Linked DNA regions of Anas platyrhynchos: region 2 is linked to region 1. Evidence: chromatin contacts called from public Hi-C data. All regions are on one chromosome and are shown on one strand. Each heading gives the region's core, a stretch centred on a gene start, on an enhancer-like site or on the middle of the called end of the contact. The rest is flanking DNA. Distances are from core to core; before and after follow the strand shown. Region 1 overlaps KCNJ2 (potassium inwardly rectifying channel subfamily J member 2). Region 2 has its middle 67 kb from the start of KCNJ16.

Region 1 (5,889 bases), core at 995-3,494:
TGTGAGGGTGGGGAGAGAGCTGCATGTGAAGATGTGTTTCTGGTCCGCTTCTCCGCTCCTGCAGCATCTTGCCCACCGACCCTTCTGGCACAGCAGCGGAGCGCTAAGCAAGCACAGAGGGAGCTTACTTTTAGGTGTTCTGTGCAAGACAAGCAAGGGGCAATGCTACCAACCCGTGTTTTTCCTAATTCCAGTACTGCTGTAAGAGAAGGGATGAAGTAGAGATCTGATTTGGCCTTTGTCACTGTGTGTGTGCCACTGTAGGTGGAAATGGGGGAAATTTCCAATGGGAAGAGATGGAAATTTTTCATCTTTTCTAAGCAAAATTAACACAAAGTATTTCTGCAACTGTCCTGCCAACCTATATACAAGTTGGTTCACCTAAGTGATTCAGCCTCCACTTTCTCAGGTGATGCCTGGCAGTTCCTGAAGGAAAGATGATGTGAAATAAGTGGGATTCAAGATCTAGAAGTGACTGAGATTACCTCTGTTAAAATCCTACATGGCTTCCCTGCATTGCAATATGCATATTGTATTTCTGTTGATGGTCTTTTTTTTTTTTTTTTATCTATCACTGTATTTTACTGCCAATCACTGTAGCCACTCTAGTGAAAACTGTGCGTTGATAAACTCAGAGGCACCTAGTTTGTGTTAACATTGCCCTGTGAATTAATTACTGCTCTCCTAACTTTCTTAGATTTTTTAGTCTATTATATTAGCTTAGATAAAAATGTCCTCAGTGTTTTCCACTGGTTTGTACCAGAACGTCAGAATTGGCCTGGACTGCGTGGCCACACGGTAAATGACAACATCAGAGTTTATTTTCTCTGCCGGAAAGCAAATAAACTTTGCTGAAAACAGAGAGTTAGATCATTGGCCATTGTGGAAGGAAAAATACAGAATACAGTAGAAAACAAGCTTGAATTTCCTGAGGAGCTAGCACTGTGCCTATTTACATCACATGCGGAACTCCATCTTGATGGCCGTGGTGCAGACTACTCCCTGATAGGAGACCGGGTGACTGGGCCGGCTGTTCCAAAGCATGTCACCTCCAACCGGGCACAGCAATTCCCTCTTCGGCTCCACAGCGGCACCCACAAAGGCCACACAACCTCTCACAGCCATGGTCTCGGCATCTTTTCTTCCTTGCTGGAGAGCCTGGCCGGGAGCTGCGCAGCCAGGGCAATCAGGGGAGTGGATCGCTGGCACAAAATGGCTGCCCAGCCCCACTCGTAACTCCCGCATGGCTGGGAAGGAGGTAGACGAATTAAATTAGCTGGCACCTTCCTAAATTTCCCTCAAAACTAAAATTGAACAGATGAGTAAAGCCATACCAAGCTCAGATTGTTGGTTAAGCTTCCTGATATTGTTTTTGACTGATTATTTGGACCGGGCCTTCAAGGCCCACCCACTAAAACACCTCTGTCATTTGAAAAATCTGTCGTCAGAGAGGAAATAATCTTCGGCAAGAAAATGCCACTGCTTCCTTTCTTTTCCTATCGTAATCTTGCGCTGCTTATTTGCTTTTCTGATGTCATTTTGTGCCTCCAGGCTAAATTTTGCCTTTCGCTTGTGCAGACACAGAGGGGAGGGAGGATTCCCCACCCACTTCTGGGCATCCTGAATTAAATTTTGGGCCGAACTGCATGTCCTGTGCTGCTTTGGCCCTTGGAAAGGATGGCCCCAGAAGGAGGCTCCCCCCGGTTTTGTGCTAGTAGATGTTGTGCCTGAGAAGGAATGAGCCATGCACTTCTTTGTAATCTCCCTAATACTTCAAAAGTTGGCTTTGATCCTCTAATATTATTTGAGCTAATGCCCAAACCTTATTAAGCAACCTTGTGACAGAGACTGGAGGGAAAAGGATTGTGCCATTTCTCATCAAGTATTAAAAAAATCAGTACAGAAATTCATGAAATGTCGAAGTTGCTGCAGCCCACGGTGACACCATGGCCTGCCGCTGGCATTGCAGGCCCTGGGACTCCAGAGGTTTCCTGGGCCTGTGCTTGCTCTTCCCACGGGAATGGGTGCTGCAGAGAGTAAGGGGCATAGGGGGGCCAGGCTGGCACAAGTCAGCTTGTTGGTGGCATAAAGCAATCCACAGAAACACACTGTCAGACCTCGGCTCACAAAAAGATGGTCTGATTACAGGAAGGCCGTGTTCTTTTGCTGAGTCCTGAGACAGGAACCGCCTTTATTCAGAGTAGCACTTAGATCTGTATTTTGCTTTGACCTAATCGCATGCTTAACTTCAGAGCTAACTGCCTACCGAGGCCACCGGTAAGGGCTCAGGCAGAGGGAACGCTCCGCACTCGAGTTCTGACTATCTTGGTTTGACAAAGGCCAGAGATCACATGTCGAGGCAATCAGTGGCAAAGAGTAAAGAGTGAGAGAGGCAGCCAGAGAGACAAAGAGATAAAGAGAATGAACAGAGGCTCGTCATGTCGCTTGTTACAGTACTGGAAGGTGCTTGTGCTCTCTGACAGAAAAGGTGACATAAAAACCTTTGCAAAATAGAGCAGAGCCGGGCACAACGGGATGGCTTTGTTCATCCTTGCTAATGGGATGGCTCCGGTGCTTAGGATCGAGTGCCAACAGCGCCAATCATTCCTGTGTGCTTTGTTAAAAAAAAAAAAAAAAAAATCCTCCAAATTTTCAGAAGTTAGAAATCACCCACCAGCTCAGCTCTCATTATTCACCACCCCTGGTTCTGGCCACCAGCACCGCCAGGTAAAGCCAGGGTGGGTGCACAATAAAGGTGAGCAGGTCTGAAAACATAAGTGAACACTGCAGAGAGCTGTTTGCTTTGCATTATTCACACTCTTCAAGCTCTGGCAAATTGCTTTTCCTCTGACCATACTGTAATTTTTTCAAGCTGAACTGGTTTGGATAGAGTAAATATCTGTTCTGAGTCCTCATTAGAAATTTCAATTGACTTTGAATCTTTTTGGAAGGTCCAGAGAGAAATAGAAGACTTTCAAGCATCTTTGTGCTTTTGGTGTCTGGAAGTGGCTTCTCTCACAGGAGAGAAAAGAAAAGAAGCAGATCTATTTGAGTAATTTAATCCGTATAAGGTAATTTACTACAAGGCAACACTTCAGCGCTCAGTGCTTTTTATTTTCCAGCACACAAGTATCCCTGACCTTGCTCTTTTCTAACCTCAGTTGGGTTTCGGCTAGCTCTGTAAGAAGAAGCCTCCCTAAGGAACAAATCTACAAGTCAAAGTCATGACTTCCTTTGCTCAAAAAAGGATCCAGAAGACTGGATCAGCTGTATGTATCTCCTCCCTTTATATGGTTAGGCTGTTCCAGCGCTTTCATCATCTCTGGTAAAATTAGCACTATAGTAATTACCCTGGGCCAAATACACAGCTGGTGAAAGTGCACATATTTCAGAGGGACGAAACTTGAGATGGAATTGGCAGGCGCTGTCCCACTTATTAATGCGAACGTAAGGAAAGTGATGGGAGTTGTTTCAGTCCCGCATCCACATGTGTAGACATATGCACTCAACATGCAATTCTGCTTTTACCTGCTAGAGCTTTGCACCCAACTTCCTGAGTATTGCCAATGCCAGCATTTCCAAAATCATCCCTCTGCATCTTTGGTACGGACCGTACCAAGGGAAGTCTGTGGGGCTTGGTCTTTGCACCAACAGCCATAGGTTTGCTGGAGGGTGTTGGGAGACAGCTTCTGGTGTGTAAAGCTGTGCAGGGCTTATGCCTCATGGGGGATTCAGCTAAAATGGGATGGTGACTATATTTGATGGTTTTACTTGGTACTTCTCCAAAAAGAAGGATAAAATGAGAGGAAAGGGAAAGAGGACCCAGTAAGGCATGGGTATTTGGCCCTCCAAAAGGAGTGGCTGCCAGTTCAGGAATGACGCTGTGCCATGCCCTCATAAATGAAAGAACTGACAAGGGAAAGGTGAATTTTTTGCCTGTGGAAAATGAGATCACTGAATAGAAGAGGTTTTAATCAGTATATGCAATGAGTAATGCAACAACTGCAATAAGGTTACCAGATTTTTTTTCTCTACTCACATCCCACCACAGGTCCCTCTGGAAACTGTGCTATTGAAATTGGTGGGGTCAGCTTTACTCAACATGAGTAAGGCCCTTGACCTGGGTGGGCAAGGAAGCTTCCCCCTAGAGTACATTTACCAGGGTCTTTTCTGATTTCTATTTGATGATCTGAAATGGGACCTACCCATTTATCCATAAGCCTTATTTTTCACACCCCACTTAGGGCATGCCTATCACAATGAAACACTTATCGGTCAAAATTTGAAAAATTAACAACACACCCAAAAGGCAACTCCACCCAGACAGTGTGCTGGACACCCAGTACGGACACTGCCCTGAGGCACAGCACAAAGTGGCAGTACTGGGGAGGCTTCGGGGCTGTCTCCTCTCTACTGCTGTTTTGTGCGATGGTCACATACAGGCTGTCAGCTCATTTTGGCACCTGGGCTAAGCAGGAATCGTGCCGAATGAACGTCAGACCAAAAATAGTTCCTGCCCTGTCAGGCGAGTCTGAGAGACACCCTGTGATCAAAGATGGGGAAACACAAGGAACAAATACAATGCCCAGTAGTCGCAGCGGACCAGCTGCCTGACAGTTGTGGAGCTTCCTACACACGCTGCTGCGAAGGAGGGTTTGAAGAAAGGATGTGAAGGAGAATGATGATATAGATGGTTCAGCAGATGTTTAATTGGAGCTACTCCCATGCGTGAGAGAACGCACGAAGCTGTTCAATGGAAAATGTGCGTTCAGAAGTGGACATGGCACTGAATATGAGATAATTATTAAGGCATTTCTATTTTGGAGTCCTTCTGTGTGTAGCTTTGCATAATAAACGTAGCGTTGCCTTTCTACACGCACACACGTTCCCTGGTCCAAACAAACAAGCAGCTCTTTGCTTCTTGTCACTGATACCTCTTGAAATAAGTATCTTTGGCCACAAATAGATCATTGCCCTATTTGAAAAGTTCCTAGTGGAGCGTGGCCAGTTTTGACTGGCTATATATACCTAAGCTGGCAAATCAAGCAACCTCTCAGCTTTTGCTTCTATATATAAAGAGGAATGATATAGAATAAATCAGCCGGACGGAGCACATGTCGTATCAGTTTTTGTACCAAAACCGTTTACTTTCTGAGTTGGATTTACTCTACTGAGCCTCACAGGGCAGCTTCGGGAAGCCTTAAAGTCCTGTTCCAGGCTTCCCTAGGATGGTCGGGCAGTACCAGGGGCTGGCTGACAACAGGGTAACGCCGCCTTTCCTCACACCCTTTAGGAACAGCCGGGACCCCACTGGGGACAGCACACCCGAACCGTTTCCACTCCAGCTGCCTCGGCAGCACCGAAAAGCGGCCCCCTGAGGCAGATCCCCAGGGTCAGGCCGCGGCTGAACGCCCGGACCCCGCCGAGCTTCTGCACCCCCGGCCCCCAGCCGCTGAGGCGAGGCCCCGGCGGGGGCCGGGAAGGGACCGGGGGGGGGGCCCCGGCGGTGGCTCCGTGGGCCCCCAGCAGGTGGCGCCCGAGGGCCCCGGCCGGAGCCGCGGCGGGAGCGGGGCCGGGCGGCTCCGGGCGCAGGTGGGCGCCGGGCCCTGGGCCCTGGGTGCTGGGCCGGGGGCTACGAGCCCGGAGCCGGCCGAGTAGGGGCGCAGAACCCCCCCAGAACTTCGTCCCAGAGCCTGGGCCCTGCAGCTCCTGGGCCCTTCTGGCACCCCGTTTGTGTACCGAGGGAAGCAGAGCGTGAAGCCTGTGCTGGCTGATGGGAGGCGATATGACGGCTGCCAACAAAGCCTAGCTTTCTAGGGAGCAACAGGAGGTCAAAAAGGAGTTATCCAGTTTTCCTTTTCCCCCCCGTGATGTCTGTCTGATTTCCCC
Region 2 (5,889 bases), core at 1,624-4,123, 110 kb after region 1:
AAAAAATAAAAATGAATAAAAAATATAGAAAAGGAAGGTGACTAAATGGGATTCAAGCTTGGTTTAGTCCCCAGGGAGACAGGGAGCCTTGGGCAAGCAGCTCTCACACAGCCCCAGCATGCAAAAGTATTTTTCTGCTAAAGGGGAGAGGAAAAGCCTGATTTCTGACTGACAGAATCCTCTTATGAGGATTAAATTTTAAAATGTTGTCTCCTAAGACATACTGTGCACTTTGCTTGTAATGCAGGTAATTAGGCACTACCCTGTGCCGTGCACTGCAGCAATCAGCTCGGTCCTCTGTCAGCACGAGGAGCAGATAGAGGCAAATTGGGTGAATTTGCTGCAATTTGGATTCAGTCTTTCATACGTGGCCCCAGATTAAGTTGTGTTTTCGTGATAGGATTATCAGTTTAGCCCTTTATTCTCCTATCATGCAATCTTTCCGAATCTGCTCAGCTCCTGATCCTGTGCATTACTTCTCCGGTCAGCACAGAATATGCTTTTGACTAGAGGCCAGTGACTTTCCCATTGACATGGAGGAAATTTGGACTTCACCTCGATTGCAGAATCTTTTTCATTTGTCTGCTTTATTGCATTATAGAGATTTGATCCTCCTCTGGAGTCAGCTGGGAGATTTCCAAGGGATACAGTTGGATTCCCCGCCACTGTGCTTCTCCTTCCAAGATGGAATGGACTTTTATGGGGAGTATAAAATCAAACAACAAGCTATCACTCACATTTGCTACACAACTCTTTCTGTGCATGGGAGGGAGCAGCCTCTGAGGGTTTTGAAGCTTGTTGTAGCATGTGTGGAATAGGAAAACGATGGTGAAAGAGGGGCTGGTGAGACTGAGATAGAGCGCATGAGTGTGCTGCAAGGAGGTGATGCACCCACTCCGAACACCCTGAAAAGCAAAGGTGGGAGCCCTGGCAGGGTGTTGTGTCACCTGTGTCCTATCCCTCCCTGCAGCCCACCTGGGACACCCACCCCACGTCTCCCAAGGCAACACATGTCCCTCCCAAGGCATGCGTGACAAGGGCATTCCTTCTCCATGAGGATAAGGAGGATGTGGTGCTGCTGGCGTTCCCCAGTGCAAATGGCATTCTGCACTAATTCATCTCAGTGTATCCACAATGCTTCCACTTCTCCTTCCCAGCCATAAATGGTGCAGGGGGGATACGCTCGAGTCAGGCTGTGGGAATGACCTGCTGAGCACAATCGCGTGCCGAGGTCTTTCCCTCCCATGCCGACCTCCGTCCTCTGTAGCCTGAGCTGCAAAGCAGCCACTTGGAAGCAGAAATCCAACTTTGAGAAGTGCGAGTTGCATCTGGAAAATAAAGAAGCTGCTTTTTAAAGAGCTGTGCCTGAGACGAGGTATCGCTGCCTGGCCAAGGGATGTGTTCTTAGTTCATAAATAACTCAGGGAGAGCACACCTTATTATATACCTGGCCTGTTGATACAAAACTTTGCGGTGAAGCCAGGGCTGGGTGCAAGCCAAGCAAAGCGGTATAACACACAGCGTAGCTTAGAGGTAGGAGTAAGCGCCAGGGAGAAAACTCATCGGAGAAAACCAAAGTCCATCAAGCACTTAATGGGCAAGTCAGCACAACACCAGGTGCCAGAGCTTCCTTGTAACCTCCCTGCCGGAATTCCCTGCACACCCAGCCCTTTCGCAGAGGTTGGCATCCCACGAGCACCGGGAGGAGCTGAGCAGATGCTGAAGACACACAAATGATAGCAGCAGACCCACGAAACATCTTTGATCCCTAGGCTGTGTTTAGCCTCAGGAGGTTATTCCATTGCTCAGCAGAGTTCTGGTGGCATCACTCGTGCTGGTGGTTCACAAAGTAGCGGTGAGCAAGCAGCCTGTCCCAAGGACATTTGGGAAATAATGAGCAACAGTGCAGAAAACATTTCCTGCCTCAGCTCAGTGCTCCCAGACCAGTGAAGTTACTGACGGAGAATAACTCAGAGGAACTCTACCAGCAAGTGTGAAATGAATGTGAATGTGCAGCTCCTTTAGACTTAATTGCAGGGGAGCATCTGTTTACATTTCAGTACCCAAAAGGCACCCTCCTCTATTGGGAAGTTTGCTGCCTGCAAGGATGGCATGTTACTGAGTGAGGCTTTGAAAAAGCTCTACCGTCATGCACCAGGTTCGTGCTGTTACCTCTATTCAGCCTCTTGCCAGAACCACCCCATCAAAACCACAACTGTGGCTGTAAGCACCTCTAAGAGCTGTCATTGAACTCTCCATCACAATCTTTAAAGCAATCACTTTGATTACTCTCAGCTTAGCAATTATGGCTGAGTGACACATTTTCAGCTTTGGAAAATGATATGCCTAGCCCAGTTTCCTTATGCATAAGTGTCTCATATACATATATACATACATATATACATATTTACCAGCTTTCATGTGCTAAATGGTTTCTAAACTCCTGCCTGCCAAGGAGCTGGCTGATCTGAGAGCAGGATTCCTGTTTGATGGCTGCGTGATGTGTGCCAACAGCTCCCTCTGGGTTTTTTGTCTGAGATTTACTTCAGTTGCAGAAAAATCAGGGAGCGTCTTTGTTCCCAGAAGTAATTTTGGCAACCGACCGTACAGAGCATGACCATCCTCGCAGCCCGGTTGCACAGTCTCTAGACAGCAGCTCCTCAGGGCCAGCACAACCTGGGGTGATGAGACGAGCTCTGTAATGGAAACGATTGTGCCTTTGTGTCTGGGAAGCCAGAAAGTGTCATTCTTTGAAACACGGAGTCTTTTTCGGAAAGAGCATCTCTCACAGAGATGGGCTGCAGCGTTCCAGGGCACCATGGAGACATCCAGTTGCATAACCCTGACAGTCACTGGGAGACGGTCTGCTGGCGAGCACTGCTGATTCCCCCTCTCCTGCTAAACACAAAGCCCCAATGACCTCAGCCCTTGGCCGTCCCATCCATCCCCAACAGAAAATGTTAGAGAGAATAACATCTCACGAGCCCCTCCCAGCAGCTCTGAACTAACACAGCTAATTTTACAGCTACTAAAATATACCAAAGTTCACAACAATAGCTTTTCAAGTTGACTAACTGGTAAATGGGAGCCAAAAGCTGGAGGCACGTGGATTTATTATCTCGTTAAAGGCAACTGGGGTGAGCGGTAGGCAGAGGAGGAACCGGAGTCTGTGAGTCCAGCTCTGAAAGCAACAGATTTATGCTGAATTTCGCCAGCTGAAAGTCTGGTGCTGTGTTTTGCAGCAACCAAGTGTTGATCTAATCAGATCTCCGATAAGAAGCAGGCTGCTTTGTTTTCTCTGTTGATCAAAAAGGGAAGAAATAGCTGACCATTTTTTGGAAAAATCCTGGAGAACTTGGTAAAAATGGAATTGAATGTTCTTAGGAAATCTAATGGAGTCCGATGCAGAAATTACTGTAAATACTTGGAGAATTTAATAAGTGCTTTTATGCTTCCTGTTGGGTTATTTTTAACACTCTCATAGAATTCCATAGTAGGATATGATTTTGTATTAAATTTTAATAGTGTTTTTTTTTGCTGTTGTTTTGTTTTTAATAAATAAATAAGCTGTCAAACACAAGCAATTTCTGTTTGGTTATGCATGTTGCCTCCATGAGGAGTGTTTTTCTGCTTCCAAACAAAGCCTGAACAGATTTGAACATGGGTCATGAGCAAAATAATCCCAGTTTGGGGAAGATATTAATAAAATCTGGGCTGCAAAATGTTCAGGAAGCTGCTGCAGTGTTTCTATTTCTGATTTCAGTTCACACAGGTGAATTCAAGAGCAAAACACAGCTCTCCACATCCTAATTGTATTTGGGGGCACTGCCGAAACCCTGAACTTTGAGATTTTCCTGAAGGAAATCTCTTTGATTCATATCTTCTTTTGTGATCAAGGAAAAGTTTCCCTGCAATTTGAAGAGCCTGTATACATTTCATGCCTTTTCTAATCTAACCCCATGTGGCACAGATCAAAGGCCTTCATGAAGTTCAGCGCACAAGGCCCAGTAATCTTGCGTCCTGAATGAATTATCTGCCAGGAAGACATTTGAGTCTCATGTGAGGGCGTCGTTGGCTTCTATCATTATGTACGCTCATTTGGCTGTATGATTAATCACTCTGATTTCTGTAGGACTAACATGGTCATGTCTCATTAGCTGCTTTTGGCCACCACACATTCATTAGTCAGGCATCATCAGTATATCTTTGGTTTTTAAGACCATACTAGGTTTTCAAAGATCATGCCCAATTTTTACCAGAGTCCTTGGGAATTCTGGTTGAACTCAAACCCCGTTGGGCAAGGGGTGAATTGTTCTCTGCAAGCTCATACATTGAGTAGGCCAAGATGAAGAAAGATTTGGGAGGATGTGGTCAGCTGCAAATATCATGTGAGTGTTCCCAGTGTTTGGGGTGGTTAACTTCTTTTTGGCAGCATTTGGGTAGAAGGAAATTTGCGAATGAAAGAGGAAAAATAAAGAGAAGATCACCAGACGAGGGTGCCACCACACTGTCCTCGGGACTTGGTACATCAGGGTACATTTCCCCTATGGGGGCTTCTCCACTTTTGGCAGGTGGACTTCGGAGATGGTCCCTTGCAGATGCATTTTATGGGCTGTGCTCGCCTGCTGTGGCCAGACTGGTGCATGGGGACCTTGGCATCAAGACAGAGGCCATGTCCTGAAGGTTCCATGTCCCAAAAGCACAGGGCTGTGTGCCACCTCCAGCCCCAGACCATGAGGATGGGGCATCCCACAAGAAGAGGGACAAGCACAGGGAGCTGCATGCAGATATTTGCAGTGTTTGACTCACGTTGGGCTGCTCCAGTGCCATGGCAATGCCCATGTCTGCAAGGAGCAGATGCTTTTTCCACCGCAGAGTCTGTCTCCTTTTATTTCTCATGTAGGCTGTATTCATTCTGACTCCATGTACTTATCTAAATACGTTGTGTGCTTACTAATACAGACAGTGTGTTCTTTTTTTTTTTTTTAGCTTGAGAAGTTGAGAAGGAAAGTCTCATGTAATATGTTGCCAGCCTAAATTATTCCATGACTTGCCTACATTTCAAATTAACTGGTGGAATATCAACAAACATAATGGCAATTCTTTTCCAATCCCGTCTCGTTTAGTCAGTCTTTAACCCACTTATCAGACACTTGTTATTACAAAAATAATCAGGAGAAGAAAATACAGCAGTGCTGAATCAACACTACCGTGCTTCTTCTTTTTTCTTTTTTTTTTTGTACTTGTCTAACTTTGTTGGTTTCTGTTGGACATACACCAGCCTGAAATTGTAGAAACACAGCTGGCTAAATCCATCATGTCTTATTACAGGTTATCAATTCTTCCCTGCGATAAACACATCTGACAATTAACAGGGAATTGATGAGTGAGTCACTTTTGTTGCTGCCATTTACAGCAGGCTATTTCTTTACTGCTTTGTATTTAATAGAAAAATTCACAATACAAACTTAATTTGCAGAAAATGCAAAGGGCTGGTAAAGCCATTAGCGTTTCTTATAACCGAAATGACAAATGGTCTTTACATTAATCTCAAATCACGTCTTTAAGGCAAGGATCAGGAAAGAATTTTCCTCAAAAGGATATTGCTGCCTAGCTGGGGAGGTGCTCTCGTGGGGCTTTCTCACCTTCTGTGAGATCGATAGGTGTGTGGGACTGCCAGGCTTGCCTTTCTGGGCTCGAGAAAGCCATCGGTTTCATCTGTTTTGATGAATCTTCTGCTTCCACACATACACACAAAAATAATAATAATAATAATAAAAAAGTTGCAAACTCTGCATGACAAAAGACCAAACCACACCATGACTCACGCCGTACAGTAAAACTTCTAGGATATTAGGAGTAATACAGCAGTAATTCAGATTTAACTCA

The links. A called contact is a pair of places that touch in the nucleus more often than the background predicts.
Region 2: a Hi-C map of liver shows a contact between it and region 1, with 2.0 times the contacts expected there. The contact joins two enhancer-like sites. A contact is called at or near these places in 2 of 8 Hi-C or Micro-C datasets (liver and skeletal muscle).

What each region holds. Positions count from the first base shown.
Region 1 is chr19:2,442,182-2,448,070 of IASCAAS_PekinDuck_T2T, forward strand. The region is part of intron 2 of KCNJ2 (potassium inwardly rectifying channel subfamily J member 2); the gene reads right to left. Among named protein-coding and RNA genes, the nearest start is that of KCNJ2, 39 kb to the right of the region's middle. Within about 2 kb of position 2,245, at least 1 of the 8 cell types and tissues checked has an H3K27ac peak or open chromatin away from gene starts, as enhancers often do.
Region 2 is chr19:2,548,463-2,554,351 of IASCAAS_PekinDuck_T2T, forward strand. No RefSeq gene overlaps it. Among named protein-coding and RNA genes, the nearest start is that of KCNJ16, 67 kb to the left of the region's middle. Within about 2 kb of position 2,874, at least 1 of the 8 cell types and tissues checked has an H3K27ac peak or open chromatin away from gene starts, as enhancers often do.